Regions from separate parts of the Mus musculus genome. Here region 2 is linked to region 1. A link is a contact called in public HiCAR-type data. All regions are on one chromosome and are shown on one strand. Each heading gives the region's core, a stretch centred on a gene start, on an enhancer-like site or on the middle of the called end of the contact. The rest is flanking DNA. Distances are from core to core; before and after follow the strand shown.

Region 1 (5,455 bases), core at 1,421-3,920:
GATGGCTCAGTGGGTAAGAGCACTGGCTGCTCTTCCAAAGGTCCTGAGTTCAAATCTCAGCAACCACATGTTGGCTCACAATCACCCGTAATGAGATCTGATGCCCTCCTCTGGTGTCTGAAGACAGCTACAGTGTACTTATGTATAATAATAAATAAATATTTTTTAAAAATTATTTCCAAAATAACAAAACCTTGAATCATGATTATATCAACCATCTTCTTTCTTTTTTTTGGGGGGGGGGTGGTATTTTTGTTTGTTTGTTTGTTTATTTGAGACAGGGTTTCTCTAGCCCTAGCTGTTCTGGAACTCACTTTGTAGACCAAGCTGGCCTCAAACTCAGAAGTCCGCCTGCCTCTGCCTCCTGAGTGCTGGGATTAAAGGTGGGTGCCACCACCGCCCGGCTATCAGCCATGTTTTCACATCTCTAATTGAACAAAAACTGGCTTTTCACTTTTATCCATTTAAGAAAGAAAGGAAATGGTGACCTAGGTTGGGTGTGGTGGTGCACACCTGTAATCACAACAGCCTCGAAACAAGGAAAGGGTGAGGAATCCAAAGTCATGCTCAAGCAATGCAGGGTCCCAGGCCAGCCTAGACTGCAAGCCACACTATCAAAAAGGTTCGGGTGGGGCCAGAGCCATGGCTCAGGATCTCCTGTGGCACCTACATGGTGTATCATAGCCATCTGTGATCCCAGTTCCAGAGGAATCCAGTCAATCTTCTTGCCTTGGGGGGTGCAAGTCATGGAGATTGTACACATGCATCCACCCATGCACACACATACACGCAAATAAAAGGTTCATACAGAGTCTGAAAGAAACAGAACAATGTGACCCAGTTTGTTTGCCTGCTCCCAGTGTTTCTAGTCTGGATATAAGATTCTTACAGAGTATGCTCCAAAGAGTACATTCTCAATATGAGGCGTGTTTCTTTTCATTCCTAGTTGGATCTTTTGAAAAATCTGTCTTTTTGCTTTAATTTTCTATTTACGTATTTGAGAGGAGGCATGCCTGTGGAGGTCAGAGAATAAGATGAGTGGTCTATTTTGCCTACTTTGCACTATATGTTAAGTCAGTCTCAGGTACATGAAGTACTTAGACATAAAATGAGAAGACCCAGAGGAATGTTTTTATACCTGCATTATGCCTTTATAAATATAACACTGTATGTGGGAGGCCTAAGAGATGATTTTTATCACTATTTATGTGTGTATGGCACTGTGTACATGTGGAGGTCCAAGGACAGTTTGTGGGGTAGGTTCTCTCCTTGTACTATGTGAGCCCCAGAGATTGAACTCAGTATATAACTCTGGGCTGCAGCCCAGCCTTTAACCGGAGTCATCTCACCAGAGAATTGGGGTTTTATAAATGCATGTGGATGTTTGCCTGCACGTATGTCTGTGTACCATGCGGGTTTCTCATGCCCTCAGATGCCGGAAGACAGCATTGAGTGCCCTGTGAACGAGCTGTCATGTGGGTGTTTTGAACCAAACCTGAGTCCTTTGCAAGAGCAGCCAGTGTGCTTAACCCCCCAAGCTATCCCTCCAGATCATGTTTTTGGATGTCAATTCAAAGTGACAAAGACTTATTGTGTGTGCCTGTATTTATGATTTAGAGGGGGAGGGCATATGCCACGGTGCATTGGTGGAGGTCAGAAGGCAACTTTGTTAGCTTTCTTCCCATCTACCGGGAGCTCCGGGCAATGAACTCAGTCTGCAGGTTTACTCAGCAAGCGCCTTTACCGGCAGAACCATCTCACTGGCTGGTCCTAGATTTAGTATTTCCGTGTTTGGGTATCTCAGACCATATTTTTAAAAAAGACAATTACATGAAAATTCAACAACTGCAATTAAAGCAAAGTTAAAAGGCAAGTACAATATTGAGAAAAACATTATACAAAAATCGGGTCAAGGAAACTTGACAAAGATACGACGTAGGAGTATTTAGGAACATTAACAGAGTCAGCAACCAGCGTACAGGAGGTAGGGCATTTACAGAGATAGATAACAACCAGGGTTTGGGTAAATCTGTATTTTCTTTTCCCTTTTAATTTGTTTTTGAAGGCAATGGGTCGCTCGATAGCGTAGGCTGCAGGGAACTCGAAATCCTCCTGCCTCAGTCTTAGAAAGAGCTGAAATAACAAGTGTGCGCCACGCCCAGCCATTGATTTTTTTTTTAAACCGTGATTACATGTTACCTTTGCAATTAAAATGTTATAAATTCCAACAAGGTGATTAGCTCCAAGGTACCTCCCACGGTATTCTGTGGGAGGCACAAATGGATGTTTCACTAAGGGGAGGAACTGGGGTTTTCTGCTTCTTTAAAGCCACGGGTGAGTTCTTAAGTGGATACTGCAGGCGTGGGAGGGGTTCCATTCAGGCCCCGCGCGCTTCCGGGCTGCACACTCCTCCCTAATCTCAATCCAATGCCAACTTCCTAGCTCAGCCCTTCCGGCTATTGCGACTGACTCGCAGGAATTCTTTCCTGGCGCCCGTATCAGCTCGACTTCCGCACCCGCACGTCCCGAGCAGCTCGCGAATGCCCCGCCCAGCCCGGCCTGGTCACGCCCCCTATCCTGGGCTCCGACCCCGCCGTCCAGCTGCCTGTGTTGTCATCACATGGTCCGGGAGGGCCCTGACGTCACGAAGGGAGGGACTGCGCAGACGCAGAAAAGGGGGCGGGGGAACTCGACTTGTTGTGTTGCTGCTCGAGAGCCGGATACTGTCGTCCTGCGGCCGTGCCGCTTCCAGTCTCCAGACCATGTCTCACTTAGTCGAGCCGCCGCCGCCCTTGCACAACAACAACAACAACTGCGAGGAAGGGGAGCAGCCCCTGCCGCCGCCCGCTGGCCTCAACAGTGAGCACGGGGCCGCCGGGCTCAGCGGAGGGATGGGGGAGGAGGAGCCGCTCGGCCGCCGCCGTGCGGGCGGGGGGGGGGGGTTGGTGGTGGTGGTGGGGGAGTGGGCGGGAGCAGACGACAGCTCATTGGTTGGGACCGAGATTGTGCGTATGACTGACAGCGGCGCGCTCCGGTTAGGAGCAGGCGCTCGGCGCTGGCTCGCGGCCTGCGCCTTGGGCGCCGAGGTTTAGGGTCGCGGTGGGCGTCGGGAGCCGGAGGCGCACGCAACTCGGGGTGGCAAGCGGAGGCTGGCCAGCGGAGGGGGAGCATGGGACGTGCGGCGGGGACACCGGGGGATGGACGCGACCGGTCGGGCGTGGCGGGTGGACGTGCGGCCGCGCAGGTGTGCTTGCGGAGCTCGCCTCCTACCACACGCCGGTCCAGGGGGTCATCGGAGTTTCGTGCAGGGTGCTTGCTCCGCCCCTGACATTTATCTTTTTTTTTTTTTTTAGTCTGAAAATTCCCAAGTTTCTCAAGTGAGTTTTTTGTTGCTGTTAACCTTGAATTCATATTTTACTGCTTTTTCTTTTCTTTTTCTTTCTTTTTTTTTTTTTTTGAGAGAGCTTCTCATGTAGCCCAGGCTGGCCTCACTCGTTGTGTTGCTGAGTGACCTGATCCCTCCTACTTTCCACTTTCCCAAGTTCTTGGGTGACAGGCGGCAGCCACCATACTAGTAACTTTTCAAGTGCTGTTTCTTATGTTAAATGGATTGGGTGCCCAGCACATGCCCTAGGATCACGTCCATTTCAGCCAAATCTGCAGTGAACTTCAGGAAATACAGTAAACAACACAACAGACGCAGGCCACAGGTACTAGCAATTGAAAGTTGATGGTCAGGATCCAGTTGCAGTCAAACAGACATCTTGTCCCCAGAGTGTCCGCTGTTGTTGTGAGATCGCCGGACCTTCTTGCCCAACCTTTCTGTTTGGATTTCATGTCTTAATGAAAGAGGTAGTGGGTGGTGGTAGTTGTCACAGGGCCAGATGAAGTTCTTTAAAAGCCATTTGTATGCTTAAAGGTCAGGCAGTGTCTTTCATAAGAGGGATGGCTTCCAGGGTGGCCAGAACGGTTTAGGGAAGAGCTGTTACTGAGTCTAGAGGATAGTGGCAGGAGCGTTTGGGTATTTTAGCCAGGTGTGGTGCCACTTGCCTGTCATTCAAGCACTAGGGAAGTGTAGTAAGCGTGGTCCCCAGAATAAAACTTTGTGTCAGAAAACAACAAAACCAAAAAATAAGGAACAAAGAATTCAGGAATTTTAAGACTCTGTCCCTGCCCCATATTTTGATAAGCAATATTTGATAACTTCTCTAAAATGCCGGCTTTTACAAAGATCTAGTCAAGTGTGTCCTTAAATTTTACTCATAATCACATAATTCAGAATTTAAAATTTTTACCCATCTTTAGCATACATTTTTGGAAATGAAAAGACTAAAGAAATACATGCTTCATGTTATTTCCAGAAGCTGTGGCTCTTTTTTGAGGCCCATGGGTGCTTTCGGGAGCCTTCCCTTGTTTTTGGCATGCTTATATATGAGTATCTTCCGCCTGGGCCTTTATGAGTTAGTTGTGCTCAGCGTCTTCTTACTGCTTAGATGTCTGGAAAATTCAAAGGGATTTTCATTTTTCTTGGATTCTTTATTAACAACAGAACTGAAAAGGGTTGAGCTATGTTTGTTTATTCCTAAGTCTCACAGACCTGGGAGGTGTTTGTCATGGACCAGCCAGCTTCTTCCTTAGTTTTCTCAATGGCTCTTGGAGACCCTCCAGCCTATAGATGATACCAGATGTTACTTTGGGAAATCTGCTAGATAAAAAGTATTGTACTTGGGCTAATTAAGCTGTACTTTTAAAAGTTACTGAAAGCTCGATGGTGCCAGGTTTAATTATTGTCCTTGCCTCTTACTTTGCTTGCTTTGTTGTTGTTGTTGTTGTTTTGTTTTGTTTTGTTTTTTTTTTCGAGACAAGGTTTCTCTGTGTAGCCCTGGCGGTCCTGGAACTCACTCTGTAGACCAAGCTGACCTCAGCACTTGGGAGGCAGAGGCAGAGGCAGAGAGATCTGCCTGCCTCTGCCTCCCAAGTGCTAGGATTAAAGGGGTGTGCCACCACTGCCTGGCCTTTGTTTGCTTTTTAAAGTTTAGTACACAACCCTGGATTGAACAAAACAAACTTTATTGATTCTTCCAAGTGATTTTTTTTTTTTTTTTTTTTGGATGAGCAAAACAACTTACTCAGACATCTAAAACCATCCTAATTGCTGATAACTCTAAGCACTTTGCTGGCCGCAGTTCCACAACTGTGGAAAACAGCAGCTGAAACACATACAGATTATCTCTGGCTTGGGATTTTTATCTTTAGTTCAAGGATCATGGCAGAGGGTTTGTCTGTCCGTTTTAATGTGTATGGGTGTGCCTGCATATATGTATGTGCACCATGTGCATACCTGGTGCCTATGAGGCCAGAAGAGGACATCAAATCTCCTGGAACAGAAGTACAGATGGTTGTGCGCCTCCAAGTCATGCTGGGAATCCAACCCAGGTCCTCTGGAAGAGCAGAT
Region 2 (5,094 bases), core at 375-2,874, 670 kb before region 1:
AAAACCAAGGTGAGACGCAGCACAAGGCTCCAGAGAGACTTGGAAAATACAGGGCTTGTGTGGCTGTCTCCAAGTCCTTCCACTTTGCAGAAGCCCAGAAGGAGAATGACGATCTGCACCTTAGACAGCAGGGGATTTGAATGTCCATCCTCCAAAGAAGAGACCATATCCTCAGGACAAAACCCAGGGCCGCTGCCCGCTGTCTCGGGCAGTGAGAGCCAGGGTGTTGGTTCTTCTGCGCTACCTAGGAAGAGGAGAAGCCTTTGTGGGTCTACCCTCACAGATGCTAACAGTGCCACCCAGCCACCAGACTGCAAGAGAAAACCCTCGCTCAAGGGAGAAAGCGCTCAGCTGCCCTGAGGGGGCTGGGCCCAGGAGAACAAAGGCAGGAACAGACAATCCCACCTGGCATTGGCTCTTAGGGAAGAGGACCCAGCTTCCTGTAGGCCGCTTCAGTGCATTGCACATTTCTAATAAAAATCATTTGAGTTATGATGACTTTAAGTAGAAATACATTAATTTCTTTCTTCTCCCTCTAAATATATTTGTTTGTCTTTTTGTTTTGCCTTTGTTTTGTTAAAGCATTCCTTTCTAGATCCAGCAATGTGTTTCTGCAGTTTTATTCCTTTTACCATTTACCACTAAAGGCTTTGGCTGTTCTGGAAAAGGACCTTTAGAATGACTTATTCTTTTCTTTGGGTTAAATTGACCAGCTTTGATGACTTCATTGTCTGTCTCAAATCAGAGTTTTCCTTTGCTAATTAAGTGACAATGAGGCCCTGTATTTGAAATTTTAATTCATTGACTGGAACTCTATAGAGAAACTATTGTAAATGAATATGTAATTAAACATAACTGTGCAGTCATCCTTCCAGATTGTTCAAATCGGTCACAGGTAATCTGAGTTTCATTCATTGTTTCCTGTTACGTTTACATTTGAGAAGTAGAAACTTAGAAGTGCTCCAGGAAATGTGTTTACCCACATGAAGCTTGGTGTAGTTGCCGATTTCTTCTAAGCGTCTCCCTGCACTTGAACTTTGTATCCTAATATCTAGTCTATTGCTTGCCTGCTCCCTCAGCGCTAAGCCTTCTACAACCTCCTAGTCTCGGTGGCAGCAATTTAAATATCTAAACCACCAGTAGACCTAGAATCTGCAAATCTTATCATTAAACAATGGCCCCAGAAATCCTTTAAATCATTAGCTGTCCTTCAGCCTGATAGCAGAAACATGTTAACAAATAGAGCTCCCTATAAATAACACACCAGGGAAGAAAGCTCCTGCTGGGCGGCCCATTTCCCCCTCAGAGGTGGAGCTATTTGTTACCGCCTTGGCACCGCCAGGTCTGGAGCCCCTGCCGGGAAGGACTGATGTATTTTACATTAACAGGCAAAGTGAGCCCCAACTTCTTCTGCTCAGGGGCGACTTGTCCAAAACTTTCTTTTATCTCTACAAAATCATTTATGTGCTTTTCTCTCCTGTGTGTGTAGTCACTAAGTCAGGACCACTAAACACACCAAAAAGAGAACGAGTTAACTTGTTTAGAAATGTTTTAGGTTGAGTGAGTTTTAAAAAGGGTGGAGAGTCCCAAACCCAGACTTAGCAGCATGTGTAAAAGGCCTTAGGCTCTCAGGACAGTTTTAGTGTTCACTGATTGCTATTTGCCTCTTTCTCTGTTACGGCTTTGTTAACTCAGCTGCATCTGATGGGCAACAGTTTACAAACTCGATTCTCAAAGTTCTGGCTGATTGTGGTTCAGTTTGTCTAATGTCAACTTGGTACCTACAGTAAAACTGTAAGTCCACTCGACAAATTATGTTCATTCTAAAATGTTTCATTATTAATGAATGGCTTGGCTGATATTTATAGACGTCCCTTAAACCAGTGGTTCTCAACCTTCCTAGTGCTGCAACCCTTTAATACAGTTCCTCATGTTGTGGTCACCCGCCCCCATAACCATACAATTCTTAATGTCTTGTTACTTCATAGCTAATTTTGCTACTGTTGTGAATCATAAATTTTGTTTTCCAATGGTCTTAGGTGACCCCTGTGAAAGGGTTGTTCATCCCCAAAGGGGTTGTGACCCACAGGTTGAGAACCACTGCCTTAGTTTCTTAAAGAATATTAAGGGGCCTAATCTACCATATCTCGCCCGTATCAGATGCTTAGTGTAAAGTTAACTTCTGTGTCTGATCACAGTTGCTACATCCATCCCCTCCCTCATGTCTTTTCATTAATGGTAAACCGAAAATGCTATTTCTTTGCTTTAAATCTTTTTTTTTCTAGAAGTAGCTAACCCTGGATGCTTACCTTAGACTGTCTCTGGTCTTCCTTGATTCTGTCCTTGCAGATATTCTCATTTCTTCCAGAAGATGGCAGTGTGGTTCCTGCAATTTTCCTTCCCTGGGCAAACATGAAGGCCAGGGCTGCTTGTACCTACTGTGGCTTGAACTTCTCTTATATTTTCCCTCAGTTTTTATCAGAAATTGATGAGTATGTGTGGGGAAATCAGAGGACAAATAATTTAAATGAAGTATAAACAACTTTCTGTGTACAGAAACTCAGCTGTCATGCCTCTTCCAGACATCTTGTGCCCATCAAGTGTGGTTTGCCAGTGTTGTCTATACATGCATGCATACACACACACACATGTATTACGTATGTATGGATACATTAGATAGATAGATAGATAGATAGATAGATAGATGTTAATTTGCAGCCTCTACTCCACAGAGTCTCATGACTGTCAGTGTTACTGAGGACAGCCCTGTTGCCCTCAGTCTCTCAGCCTTATGTGGAATTATTGCCTTTGGACAAATGAGGATGTGAGTTGTTTCCTTCTTTTTGGTTCTAGGAGTTGATGACAGAGCTGAAGTGATAGCTAGATTCTCTTCTGTAGATTCTGGAAAGTTCCTCTGACATAGAGCTAGCATCTCAAGTAAACCAGCTTACAAATGCTGACCTTTTGAAAAGAACATACTGTTTGAACTTTGGAAAATGTATATGGTTACACACCACCTTGACGTCAGAGTAATATCATGTCTGACAACCCAACCCTCACCCCTAGCTCTTACAGCTAATGATTTGAATTCAGTTGTACTTTTTGCTTTTTTTAGAATGTCACAGAAAAGGAATCTCAGATGATTGATTGATTGGTCAATCGTTTGTGCCTATGTTTTAAACAGCATAATGCTTTTGAGATTTATCTGTGTTCCATGTTGTAAATGGTTCCTGCTTATTGCTGGATGTCACTTCACTCTGCATATTTAGGTTATAAGATTTGGGGCTTTGTTAAGGATAAAGTTATATACTGTTCAAATGTTTCTTTTTACAAATACACATTCCCGTTCATCATGGAGACTTACTTAGAGCTAGAATCTTGATTTGTGTCTCTCAGTGGCTGGTAACGAACATTTCCCTCTGTTTGCTGTCCTTGTGCCCTTGTCTGTTGGGGTGTCTTACCCAGGATGTTTGTTATTAGTACTGAGTTGAAAGTTTGTTGCATACTTTTTGCATTTTTGCATACAACTCCTTTACTAAGTTTTTTCTTACTAATATTTTCCCCATTCCATGGCTTATTTTTTTGTCTGTTTTCTTGGTATTATCACTTTAAGAAAAGGTTTTCATTTTGTTGAAGTTTGAATTTATTTATTTTTCTTTTCTTCTTTTCTTTAATGATTCATGTCTTTTGTGTCCTAAGGATAGCCAGGCATGGTGTTTCATGTCAGTAATCTCAGCACTGGAGAGGCAGCAATTATTGTGAGTTCAAAGGTAGCCTAGGATATTTAGTGAGTTCTAATCTTTTCCTGTCTGTCTCAAAAGACAAAAAGATAAAAAAAAGACATTTCCCCAGATCAAGAGCACAAAGATTTTTCTAGAAGTTTCATGGTTATATTTCTTGATTCGGTTTTCTATCTACTTGGAGTTCATTTCTGTGTGCCATAGATGCTGGAGTGGCCTTTTGTTTAAGTGGAAATCAGCAGGCACCATTTGTTTAAAAGCTCATCTGTTCATTAAATTGTGTCAATACCTTTGCTGAAATCATGCTCCTGTGTCTGGGCCTTATTCTGTTGGTCAGGATGTTTACCAGTGTCACAGCATCCTGAAGGCTCTTCTCCTTGGGCTGTGAGTTTTATCACTGTTTACTTATGGGGATAGACTAAAAGCTAGCTGAAGCAAAGGGTTAACCAGTCTGGGGGGGGGGGGTGCTTCATCATACCCAGAGTACACTCCCTTTTGGAGACCATGAGTCAGGAGTACAAGCATCCAGAGAAAGGGTGGGAGGCCAGCTTCCCTGGAAGTTTGAGCCCAGTGAAAGTTTACTGGAGTTCATTTGCATCAGGACCTTAGGGCCCTGATCATCGTTTACGATAATTAGCTTTATTTAGACATTGTCTTAAATTAAAGTTCAAAAATAGGTTTGCCTTTTTTTTTAACAAAAGATAAATTTGTTTCATTTATTTTCATAAAGTATTAGAGTTTAGTTTACTATGAAACCTGTCATTCCATGCTTAAAAAGTAACCTTAAGATTTGAAAACTGTTTCTTACTAAACTGGCCAATTTCCCTGCACCGAGTCATTCCAGCGTTCCAGCATTTATTCAGCAACTACTGTGTGTGGGCATTGTTTCTGAAGACTCTGCTCTGTTTTCTCCAAGAGACAAAGTAATGGTGTAGGGCAGGCTTATAAAGGCCTCCCCAGCTCCCTTCTGCCCTCCAGGTGGGACCAGCTTCTGTAGGTCAGGCTGCTCTGCTTCTTCGGAGGATCGGAGGGACCGTCCCTAAGAGGCACATGCTTTACAAACACCCTCTCATTTCTTCTCCTGTAGGCTTTTCTTGTGCATTCCCCCCACCCCTGTTAGGTTTTAACCAGTGAGTACATCTTAGTGAGGCATAAATGTGGAAGACTAGTACAGAATTAAACAATAAAAATATAAAGACACTTCTCTTCTTACACCTTTTAAAATCTGCTGTCACATCTTGGTCTCAGCAAATCCTACTTAAGTCTTAGATCAAGTGAAGTTGTTATTAAACTCAAACAAACACACACACACACACAGAGCAGAATTCTCTCTTAAATTCACTGGAAAATTGCA

The links. HiCAR-type assays count read pairs that join an accessible place to other places.
Region 2: a contact with region 1 is called in a HiCAR-type map of embryonic stem cells, with 5 times the contacts expected there. The contact joins the enhancer-like site here to the promoter of Bnip3l in region 1. A contact is called at or near these places in 12 of 39 promoter capture datasets (the 3T3-L1 cell line, 3T3-L1-derived adipocytes, the C10 cell line and 7 more), 3 of 484 Hi-C or Micro-C datasets (granulocyte-monocyte progenitors, nephron progenitors and stem cell-derived neural stem cells), 2 of 115 datasets of contacts at active chromatin or transcription factors (astrocytes and embryonic stem cells) and 1 of 9 other capture datasets (adipose tissue).

Annotation. Positions count from the first base shown.
Region 1 is chr14:67,006,092-67,011,546 of GRCm38.p6, reverse strand. It overlaps Bnip3l (BCL2/adenovirus E1B interacting protein 3-like), which reads left to right and starts at 2,670. Exons shown (of 6, transcript NM_009761.3): 1 at 2,670-2,859. The coding sequence starts at 2,763.
Region 2 is chr14:67,672,126-67,677,219 of GRCm38.p6, reverse strand. It overlaps Cdca2 (cell division cycle associated 2), which reads left to right. Exons shown (of 15, transcript NM_001110162.1): 15 at 1-866. The coding sequence ends at 360. Among named protein-coding and RNA genes, the nearest start is that of Cdca2, 41 kb to the left of the region's middle. Within about 2 kb of position 1,624, at least 15 of the 459 cell types and tissues checked have an H3K27ac peak or open chromatin away from gene starts, as enhancers often do. A contact at or near this core is called in adipose tissue and embryonic stem cells, where this site is marked.